2 separate regions of the Sus scrofa genome follow, and region 2 is linked to region 1. A link is a contact called in public HiChIP or PLAC-seq data. All regions are on one chromosome and are shown on one strand. Each heading gives the region's core, a stretch centred on a gene start, on an enhancer-like site or on the middle of the called end of the contact. The rest is flanking DNA. Distances are from core to core; before and after follow the strand shown.

The links. HiChIP or PLAC-seq counts read pairs in DNA pulled down with a chosen protein or histone mark.
Region 2: an H3K27ac HiChIP or PLAC-seq map of alveolar macrophages shows a contact between it and region 1. The contact joins the promoter of CHAF1B here to the enhancer-like site in region 1. A contact is called at or near these places in 1 of 5 promoter capture datasets (liver), 5 of 47 Hi-C or Micro-C datasets (blood, embryonic fibroblasts, liver and 2 more) and 1 of 2 datasets of contacts at active chromatin or transcription factors (alveolar macrophages).

What each region holds. Positions count from the first base shown.
Region 1 is chr13:199,951,337-199,957,099 of Sscrofa11.1, forward strand. It overlaps DOPEY2 (protein dopey-2), which reads left to right. Exons shown (of 39, transcript XM_003132763.4): 26 at 2,651-2,706; 27 at 4,671-4,775; 28 at 4,873-4,939. Among named protein-coding and RNA genes, the nearest start is that of MORC3, 43 kb to the right of the region's middle. Within about 2 kb of position 2,210, at least 4 of the 83 cell types and tissues checked have an H3K27ac peak or open chromatin away from gene starts, as enhancers often do. A contact at or near this core is called in alveolar macrophages and liver, where this site is marked.
Region 2 is chr13:200,044,853-200,050,615 of Sscrofa11.1, forward strand. CHAF1B (chromatin assembly factor 1 subunit B) reads left to right here and starts at 3,244. Exons shown (of 15, transcript XM_013982578.2): 1 at 3,244-3,348; 2 at 4,024-4,218; 3 at 4,936-5,068. The coding sequence starts at 4,093.

The sequences.
Region 1 (5,763 bases), core at 960-3,459:
GATTTTAATTTTCTACTCAGGAATAAGAATCCTAGCCCCTAGACTAGCCAGAAGCTAAAAGCAGAATTGGCCTGGTTCTCGCCCAGCTGAAAGCAAGGATGTTCAAGAAGGCGCCAGTTGTAAAAACAGATACAGAGTTTCGTATTAGAAACACAGTAACACATGTGGGAGAGCACAGCTGAAGTGGTTTGTTTATCTAGGGCGGAAGCAAAGCCCTCATGCACACCCAAAAGAGGAGTGTGGGTGTGGAAGCCCTCCTGAAAGAGGAGGGCACCACAGAGGTGATTTGAACCACTTACATGGGGCTGTTCTTCTGGGCCTTTGTTTTCCTTTGGTCAATTATCTTGTTTAATTTCTCACACCTGACTGGACCCAGGGCCCTCCCTGATAGGCGTGTGCATCTTTTGGCATAGATGGATTCCAAAGCTGGGCCTTGTGGGAAGCTTAGCTGGACTTATTATGGCCTGGCAGCCCCTCCCTTTCTGACCCAGAGAGGTCTTTCTGTGCATGTGGAGTTAGGGTCTCCCTGACCCCAAGGATAGGAAGTATGTGACCTCTTGATCTTTGGCCCAATCAGGGCTTAGCCTCGCTCTGCTCCTGCCATTACCATGGGTTAAAGTGTCCACAGAAGACAAACTCTAGTTGTTTGCCTTGCTCCTGTTGTTCCTGCTATCTTGAAGTATAAACCGGCGGCTAGTTGTAAACATCTGTCCTGCAGCCCATCTGTCTCCTGCCTCAGTTTATAGGTTTTTTTTGTTTGTTTTTGTTTTGTTTTGTTTTGTTTGCTTATTAGGGTTGCGACCGTGGCATGTGGATGTTCCCAGGCTGGGGGTCGAATTGGAGCTGTAGCCGCCGACCTACACCAGAGCCACAGCAATGCGGGATCTGAGCCGTGTCTGTGACTTACACTACAGCTCAAGGCAATGCTGGATCTTTAACCCCCAGAGTGAGGCCAGGGATCAAACCCGAAACCTGGTGGTTCCTAGGCGGATTCGTTTCTGCCGCGCCATGATGGGAATGCCTCAGTTTATCGTTTTGTGCCTGAGAGATTTTTGTTTTTACCAAAGCAGATCTCTTCATTGAAAGTGTGGGAGCTATCGTGTTCTTAATTAACTTGATAGAAACCAGGGATTTGTTAGGACCTTGAAATAATTGCCTTCTCGAAGGTAATTTAAAATTAAACAATTAGGGGAAATATCAAAATAATTCCCTAAATGAAAATTAATGGTGTAGCGGACAGAGTGATTATTTCAAAAAGAACTAGTTTTGCTCAAACAGGTATTGTACACCAGAGTTCATTACAGCATTAATCACAGTAGCCAAAAGATAGAAACAAGTATCCATTAGCAAATGAATGGATAAGCAAAACGAGGTATATACATGCAGTGGAATATTATCTGGCCTTAAAAAGCAATGAAATTCTCGGAGTTCCCGTTGTGGCACAGCGGAAACAAATCCGACTAGGAACCATGAGGTTTCAGGTTCGATCGCTGGCCTCGCTAAGTGGGTTAAGGATCTGTGGAGTTGCCATGACCCGTGTTGTAGGTCACAGACACGGCTCGGATCTGGCGTTGCTGTGGCATAGGCCAGCAGCTGCAGTTCCTATTCGACCCCTAGCCTGGGAACCTCCATATGCCACGGGTGTGGCCCTAAGAAGTTTAAAAAAAAAAACGAGATGTAAAATGGACCTAGGTAACTTCAGGACATCTGTTGGATGTCTGGTCCCCCCCCACCCCCTCCCCCCAGATGCCTGGGAGTCTTGTTGCCTTTGACTCTAATGCAAATGTTAAAGCAATGAACTCTGCAGAGGGGAACCAGGTGGAGGGGCCATCAGTCCTGGGTGGGTTTGCATTTACAAGTCTAAGCAGGTCTAGGTGACAGGAAATTGACCTTCCACACTGCTGGTTCTGGCTGCAGCCACAGCGGAGCTGGCCCTGCTGACAGCTTTGTACACAGATCAGGCACTGTTAGGGTTTGTTCCTTCATGCCACTTGAATTTCTACAAATATCCAAAACTCCTGGACTAAAAACCCAGACAAACCCTAGAGTCGTCTGGCTGACTGGATTTTGGCTTTTCACCTAACACAGTGACACTTTGTGGTTAATTTGGTTGATTGGCTCAACTTCTGTAACTTCTATGAAGAGCCTCTTAAAGTAAGGAGGGGGAAAAAATATGTTTCGGAAACCTGCTTCTGAGTCACTGAGGCCATTTGAGGTTTAGAGAAGTTGTCGGGGCTGAGTTGGAGGGAATCCTGGAGTTAAGGATTAGGACGTGGCCTCTTGTCTGTAGCTCGTCACATGCACCCCTGAGGGTCAACTTTGACCTTTGACCGCCAACTTTGTGTTTGGGGAGGTTCAGGTATGATGCCAAATTCGCCCTAAATGCGTGTTGAAAGCCTGGAATGGGAAGTAGGTAAACATAAAGGGCATGTCCTGGGCGTCTGAGGAGAGGCCACCAGAGGTTTGGGACCTCATGCATACATTTGTTCCACTTGGGAGGTGTTTCACGTCGGTTATTGTATTTGAAACGCTCTTTGGCTGAAAACTTGCTGTATTAAAATATGGAATCTGATTTCCTTTCTGCATTTGAATTCTTTTTTGGCCTCATTTCCAACCAACTTGGAGTGATTGGTTTTGCTTTAATTTTCAGAAATCGCCCCTCGTGGATGTCCCTGTGTTGCAGTTTTGCTATGCTTTCATCCAAAGGTGAGGCAGCCCCTCAAAGGCATTTCTCAGTTAATAGGTGCTGTTGCGTTGATTATAAATAATTGCTCTGATTGGATTTCTGCTTTTTCTTTTTTGTTAAATTGAAGTATAGTGGATTTACAATGTTGTGTTAGTTTCCAGGTTGTAGCAAAGTGATATAAATACATCTATGTAATTTTTCAGATTCTTTTCTGTTATAGGCAATTACAAGATATTGAATATACTTACCTGTGTGATACAGTAGGTCCTTGTTTTTTATCTGTTTTATAGATAGTAGTGTGTATGCGTTAATCCCAAATTCTTAATTTAGCCTCCTCCCCAACTCTATTTCTTGATTTCTGGAGAGCCATAGTTCAGAAAGTATCTTAATGGTGCCCCCATTTCCTCTCCAGGCATGGCAATAATACTAATCTTACTTTTCTTCTTGCAGCGATCAAATCTGACATTTTAAGGTCTGCGTGCTGTAGGTCAAACACTAGCTTTATGGGACGCCTGGTAAACTTTAGAAGAAACAGTTTGCATTAAACTCATACCAAAAAAACAAACAAACAAAAAAAGTCGGGGGTGGGTTTTAAAGACCTCTTTTATTTTTGGCACTGTTCTCAGTGCTTTACCATGCTCTTTGCTCAGTGGCTTCTGCTCAGGTTTACTGAGCTGAATATCCAGCCGCATGCAGTGGTCTCAGCTACAGGCCACGTTGAAGTGGGTGCCCCAGGCATTTCTCCCTGGCAGAAAGGAAGCTTTGCTGGGCCTGGGGCAGCGCTGATGACACATCCCAGGTGCAGCTTCCAGACCCTTCACTGTGGAGGCCTTCTCCGCTGCAGTGATGAGGGTGGAGGGAGTTTGAACCCCGCCTCAAGGAAGCCTCACAGCCTCACATATCTCAGGAGTTTCACTGTATGAAAATGTGACAACCAATTTCAGGCTTCCTGGTGAACAAGTTCACCTTCTGTGGTTATTCCAGCTCCCGAGCTTGCAGGAAGGTAGATTGAGGGTCATAGTCCCGGAAGCCACTGGGCGTGGGATTGAGTTCAGAAGAGCTGTTTACCTCTCCCCGCCCCTCCAGCATCATTGTACTTCTTTCCTCCAGGAGTTAGAGATGAGCTAGTCACATCCCTTCTGGTAACTAGTCTGTGTTAAACAGCGAGCACCTGCTACAGTGGTCTGAGCCACACCTGGTCTTTCCCAGCCCCCTCGGGAGCTGCGTCCTTCTTTTACGGAGGAGGCCCTGCCCAGGTCACTCAGTCCAGGTCACTCAGGAGGCAGTCAGTCAGTCACCAGGACTTGAACCTGGAACCCTGGGGCTGCAGCAGTCTCCCATTGTTGCCCATGAGGCCTGACCTGAGCGCCTCTAAAGATCAGCCCCCTGCTAGGTGACCCCTGATGTCATTCTCCTTGACCTTCTGATGGCTGACTCTTTGTGACCAACGACCTTAGGGAGGCCGAATGTTAGAATCAGGGAGGTCAGCCCTCTAGTACATGGCTTTTACTTTATAGACAAGGAAATCAGGAGCCGCTGGCCTGTCAGCAGCAGGGTTTCAGGTCACCAGACTCCATGTTCTTGCCAGAATACCAACATTTAGCTTGTGTGTATTGTAATTTTATTTTAGTTTATTTAGCCCACGGCATAGAGAGTTCCTGAGCCAGAAAACAGATCTGAGCCGCAGCTGCAAAATATGCCGCAGGTCAGGTGGCACCGGATCCTTAACCCACTGTGGTGGGCCGGGAATTGAACCTGCATCCTAGCGCTCCAGAGATGCTGCCCATCCCGTTGAGCCATAGCCAGAACTCCTGTACTATAATTTGAAAAGGAACAAACAAGTCAGGCAGACAGGCCTTTTTCCCTGTGCTTTCCAACTGCCTGGATCCAAAATGTGCTTATAATTAAACATCTTGTTTTGACCTGTTCATGGTTGGATATTTTTTCTTTCCTTTTTTTTTTTTTTTTTTTTTTTTTTTTAAAGGCTCCCAGTGACAGCCTTGCAAGAGAACTTCCCTTCGCTACTGGGCGTGTTGAAGGAGTCTGTGCAGTTGAATCTCGCTCCCCCTGGATATTTTCTGCTTCTCAGGTATTGTGTCACGGCACTCAGGTCACCATGTTTTTCTGCGGGAACATAGGTCTATTTCTGCCGCCTTCTCAGTCTGAAGCTGGTTGTCTCTCAACAGCATGCTGAACGACTTTGTAACGAGAACACCCAACCTGGAGAGCAAGAAGGACCAAAGAGACCTGCAGGTGTGTGGGCACGTTGAGCAGATTGTGACTGCCCAGGAGTGTCGTCCACCCTAGGGGCTCTCCCTGGAGATGGTAAACATCGGGCAGAGTCAGGTCTTAGCTTCAAGTTTGTTCCCACATCTGACTTCCTCTGCTATGGTCTTTGAGGGCTTGACAGGGCCTTCTGATGAAGGTCGTGTTAACCTTGGGCGGTCGACCGTGGAGTTTACAAGGTACCTCCCTCCCTCCCGCACACAGATGAGCACAGAGCTCACTCTTCAGCCTAATTAGAACCATAAATCTATCTTTTGACATGGATTCCTTTCCCTAGAACCTCCTCCCCCCTCTTAAGCCAGATATGTATTCATAGGAAATTTCAAAAACCCTGAAAAATGGAAGTAAAGCTCACCCATAGGAGCAGGAAAATCTCCTTGGAGTAGAATGCCAGGTACACAATAGAAGTGATGACGGGGTTGTAGGAAAATCACTGTTGTACAGCCATTATAATCGCTGAGGAGCTTTTTGAGTCAGTCTTTATTTTTTATTTATTTATTTATTTTTCATCTCTTCTAGGGCCGCTCCCACGGCATATGGAGGTTCCCAGGCTAGGGATCTAATCGGAGCTATAGCCGCCAGCCTACGCCAGAGTCACAGCAACGCAGGATCCGAGCCACGTCTGCAGCCTGCCTCACAGCGCACAGTAACACTGGATCCTTAACGCACTGAGCGAGGCCAGGGATCAAACCCGCAACCTCATGGTTCCTAGTTGGATTTGTTTACCACTGAGCCATGACAGGAACTCCTTGAGTCAGTCTTTAAACTGGGACAGGTAGTTGATGGCTTTG
Region 2 (5,763 bases), core at 1,994-4,493, 95 kb after region 1:
GGTGCAGCCCTAAAAAAACTAAATGACAACAACAAAGGTACCATAGATTGGGTGGCTTAAATACACTTATTTCTCATTGTTGTGGTGGCTAGGAAGTCCATGGTTAATGTGCCAGCAGATCCAGTGTTTGGTGAGAGCACTCTTCCTAGTTTGCACATGGCTGTCTTCTCACCGTGTCTTCACTCGGGGAGGGAGGGAGAGAGAAAGAGGGAGAAACTTCATCCCTTTATAGGGGTAGCAATCCTGTGATGGGGGATCCACCCTGGTAATCTCATCCAAACTTAACTACCTCCCTAACCCCCACCTCTACATAGCATTACGCTGGGGGGTAAGGCTTCAACATATGAATTTGGGGGACACAAACACTCCATTTATAGCAATTTCTATCATTTTACACGTTTACCAGCAATGTGCTATAGGACCTATGACCTCTGTGCTGGTTTGTAATTGTACTTTTTTCCTATTTTTTCCATGCACACATCAACATCAAGTCCCCAACATTTTCACCAAGAAAGCCAACTCCACATCTATTTTAGTACCTATCTTTTTAATCCACAGTCTAGATATTCTGCCACTTCAGGAGATGGTTGAAGGATTCATTTGTGAATTGATAGCATGTGTCAGAATTTTGAAGGAACCTGACTGTTACAAGAGACATGGAACTCTGGGTTTTCTAAACCATATTGATTATCAGACTCACCTGGAAGGAATCCTTTGAAAATGCAGGCCCCTCAGCCCTCCTGCTGGATACCTTGAATCAGTGGGCCTTGGTTGGGCCAGTAATCTGTGTTTTTCTTCCTTCCTTCTTCCCTCCCTCTTTCTTCCTTCCTTCCTTTCCTTCCTTCCTTTTCTTTCTCTCTCTCTTTCTTTCTTCTTTATCGCTGCACCTGCAGCATACGGAAGTTCCCAGGCCAGGGATTGCATCCGAGCTCCAGCTGTGATCTGTGATCTGATCGTTTAACCCACTGCCCCAGGCCAAGGATGGAACCCATCTCCGAGGTGACCTGAGCCGCTGCCATATGGATCTTATACCTTTCATAAAACTGTCTAAAAGCATTGACCAGCATTTATATGACTTCATGTTGGGGAGTTCCTGTTGTGGTGCAATGGTTAAAGAATCTGACTAGGAACCAAGAGGTTGCGGGTTCAATCCCTGGCCTCGCTCAGTGGGTTAAGGATCCGGCGTTGCCGTGAGCTGTGGTGTAGGTTGCAGATGTGACTTGGATCCCTCATTGCTGTGGCTCTGGCATAGGCCAGTGGCTACAGCTCTGATTAGACCCCTAGCCTGGGAACCTCCATATGCCGTGGGAGCAGCCCTAGAAAAGGCAAAAAGCCAAAAAGCCAAAAAAAAAAAAAAAAAAACCAAAGAATTCATGTCAATTCTCTTCCCTAAAAATGCCAGGAAGAGTTGGCTCCTCAGATGAACTTGGATGTTCTTTTTTTATCAATTAAAGCTGTGCATCGCAAGGTATTTGTTTCCTGATCTTCTAGGAAACTCACAGATAAAATATTCCATTTCAAAAGGCCTGCTGCATCTACTGCCTTCTGATTTACAACCTCACTTTATGTTTTTTATTTTTTTTTAATTAAAAAAATTTTGTTCTTTTAGGGACTCACCTGTGGCATATGAAATTCCCAGGCTAGGGGTCAAATTGGAGCTGTAGCCACCGGCCTATACCACAGCTACAGCAACGTCAGATCCGAGCTGAGTCTGCGACCTACACCAAAGCTCACAGCAATACTGGATCTTTAACCCACTGAGCAAGGCCAGGGATTGAACCTGCGTCCTCATGGGATACTAGTCAGATTCATTTCTGCTGAGCCATGACGGGAACTCCTACAACCTCACTTTAAAATGTTAAATTTAGGAGTTCTCCTCTGGTGATGCAGGTTAAGGATCCGGTGTTGTAACTGCAGCAGCATGGGTCACTGCTGTTGTGTGGGTTCCATCCCTAGCCCAGGAACTTCCACATGCCAAGGGTGCAGCCAAAAAAAATAGAACATTAAATTCTGTTTTTGAAAAGTGTTTATAACGACATCTACTAATTGAGTTATATATACTGTAAGCAATCCAGGTACCAAACAATCCCATAGCTTTGAATTCTCCAAAACGATCTGGAGCCAATACATAAAAAACAGAAATCTTAATTTTCGTTTGCAAAAGGAGGAAGAGACCTGGTTGAATTCAGGGCCATATATCTGGAGGGAGAGAAGAGGGGAAGGTGGGGAGAGGGAGAATGAGGCAGGAGAGGCTGGCAGGCAGTCTTTTGCAAGGTTGCACTCGGTAGCACTCCCTTCACAAAGTTCCTCCTACCTTGAAGGCCCAGAAACCTGCTGCTGGCCAGCACAAGGTGGCTGCCCGTTTGTCAGAGCACATCTCGGCTCAGCCAACCACGATTCTAAATCATTTAGAATGAGAATTAAAACTGCCTTTGAAACTCCCATGTCCATAGGACCTGCTCATTCATGTCCAAAGGCTTCCATATCATTGGCCCGTCCATTCTTTCCCTTTGCGGGGTCCCAGTGCCCCTCCTTTTGTGCTTCTATTGCACACGTGAATTTCTTTAGTTTGAATCTACATTTGCCAGAGCAGCTCATCCAAAACTCTCTATCACCTGAGCCCACTTCAAATGCCACCTTCTCTTCAAACTTTCTTTGAGCCCTCAAATCCAAAATAGCTTCGTCTTCAGAACTGTAAGAGCACCTTGTTCCTTTCACGCTTCTTTTCACTTTATTTTTAAATTATTATTATTTGTATACATGGCTACAGATGCTCCAAAGACCGTCTCTGCTGTGGTTATGTTTGAAACACCAGTGACCAAGACAGGTCACAGCTGCCAAATATTCGCTGCACCAGGGAAGGATTTAGTAGTCTTGGGCGGGTCTCAGGGTTACAGCCTCCTCACCCGTCCTATAGGACGGCTCTTTGTTTCCTTTTACCCGTCTGTAAATTCTGAGTTTTAAGTTTTGAGTCCGCTTCGCTCTCCACTGTGTACCGAGGCTGGGTATAGGGCCCAGCAGATGCTCAGTAAATGTTTGCTAAAAGAATAAATTAACAAGGGAAGAAGTGACTGCACCAATGAATCGATCGATGACCGCTCCCCATCCTCCAATGTGCGTCCGTCCGCAGGGAATTAAAAAACCGGTGGGAGCCGGCACAGATTCGGTAGACTTTGAGGCGCCTGACCAGCCTTCGCGTAGGGGGCGGGGCCTCTAGGAGTACCGCCCACGCAGAGGCGGAGCGCCTCTGAGATCCCGCCCACGAGGAGGCGGGGCCTGCAGCGCGCGAAAAGCGGCGCGCGAGGCGGCGGGAGCTGGCGGCGCCGGGTCCTCACTCGGTCCGTGCAGGTAAGTCGTCCCCGTGGCTGGCTCCCGCGTCCCCGCGGTTCCCGGGCCTGGCCGGGCGGGGCGAGAAGCTCTTACCGAGGGCCCGCCGCGAGGACCGGGGATAGCTCCCAAGAAGCCCGGGTTCGTGCGAGCGTCCCTGGCGCGGTGCGGCCTCCTCCCTGCCTACGTCAGGTCTCGGTTTCCCGGGCCCAGAGCCGGGTCCGGAGCGGCAGGAAGGGGGCTGCCCTCTCGCCCAGGGCCTCAGTCCGCTCCTTGTACAGCCCCTCCCCGGAGCGGCCCTCTCCCCTGGGCAACCCCTACCCTAGGCAGCCTCCTGCCCGGGGATGGCCCGGCCGCCGGCTCTCCTGCTGGCGGCCCGGCCCCGGCGCTCTGGGCTGCTCACCCCACCCCCCCAACCCCAGTCTACGCTAAGCAGCGGCGGGCGTGCAGCCTGGCCAGCCCGGTCCCTTGATTTCCTCTGCCTGGGTGTTCCATTTTGTTTTCCTGGCCGTAGCAGGAGGAGAAGCAGAACAGCCAAGACTCGGCGAACCATTTTAGGTGGAACTTGCGAGCTAACATTAACATCCTCTCCCAATACAGCGTGCATTTTAAATGGTTGGCAGGGTGCCTGGCTCATAATAAGCCTTCAGTACATCATTCCTGCTTTAATATTCAACTTGTACCAACGATTTTCAGCTTTCCTCCGTCTTTGGAGAAAGAACGGTTCCCGAGGAATTTTATTTTGCCCCTGCAAGACTCAGGAGGATGAAAGTCATCACTTGCGAAATCGCCTGGCACAACAAGGAGCCGGTGTACAGCCTGGACTTTCAGCATGGAACCGCGGGGAGGATCCACAGACTGGCGTCCGCGGGCGTGGACACCACTGTCAGGGTAAATGGGGCGGAGCTAGAAAGGGCGGGGAAGCACCCCTGAGGCCGCCTTCTCCACTCTTTTATTTATAACTAATATCAACAAACACAGAGACATCATTTAGTCGCGAGGGATAAATTCTCAGGGCCTGGAGTCAACCATGAGAGCAAAAGAGCAGCTTTCTTCCTGGGGTCCCGTTTCCTAGATTGATGTCACTGGATGCCCTTTATTTTAGAATCCCGAGCCAGGTTCCTCTTGGGGAACAGCTTGCCCTAGAAAGAGGTGGGAGGGAGGACGGCTGGCAGTGGGACTGCAGGGTTGTGTTTCAGAGAGCAGCTACTTCATTTTACATTTCAAAAGAAACATTCAGTTTTCGTTCTGAGTGTAAATATAGTGTTGGTCTAGTAGACACAGTATAGTGAGTGCTCGCTGTGTTTCTCTGAACAGGTTTTTTTTTTTTTTTTTTTTTTTTTTTTTCATTCTTTTTAGGGCCACATCTGCAGCATATGGAGGTTCCCAGGCTAAGGATCGAAACAGAGCTGCAGCTGCCAGCCTACGCCACAGTCACACGGGATCTGAGCCAGGTCTGTGACCTACAACGTGGCTCAAGGTAATGCTGGATCCTTAACCCACTGAGCGAGGCCAGGGATCGAACCCACATCCTGATGGAGGTTAGTTGGGGTTCATTACCGCTGAGCCACGGCAGGAACTCTGGAACAAATGTTTTCACATCAACAGATCTGGAAGGTGGAAAAAGGACCAGATGGAAAGGCCATTGTGGAATTTCTGTCCAACCTTGCTCGCCACACCAAAGCTGTCAACGTTGTGCGTTTTTCTCCAAATGGGGAAATCTTAGCATCAGGAGGGGATGGTGAGTATTCAGCGTCAGAATTCTTTCAGATCTCCATGTGTCTCATATTCAAGAGCAAGATTTGCGCTAGGTGTACTTTGTGATTTTAGAGATCACTTGACCCTCTCAATCTGTCATTTAAATGGTTTTGCAAAATAATGTGGGGAGTGTGACGGGGTAGAACACTGCCAGCTTAAACTGAGAAGGCCCGTTTGAAAGTAGCCCCTTTCCCACTTCTTCCCACCGGGCTGGAAGGGGCCTGCCATTCTGTCAGAGTCCCAAGGCAACTGTCCTGGCCTTGCTGGACTGTTGGCTTACTGTCCTTAAGTGATCGCGGTCCATTCTGTCTCTGTGTAATGAATCATTAATTGGCCTAGGGAGTATTGTCTAAAGGGCCCTCTAAATTATGTTTGTCTGGTAGGAGTAGTTGATTCATATTTTCTGCTTAAAATGGCATAGAACTATACAGAAAAGGTAAATCTTTTTTTTTTTTTTTTTTTTTTTGGTTTTGAGGGCAGCACCCATGGCATATGGAAGTTTCCAGGCTAGGGTTCAAATCTGAGCTGTAGCTGCCGGCCTACACCACAGCCATAGCAATGCCAGACCCAAGCCCTGTCTGTGACCTACACCACAGCTCAAGGCAATGCGGATCCTTAACCCACTGAGCAAGGCCAGGGGTTGAACCCGTGTCCTAAGGGATACTATTCGGATTCATT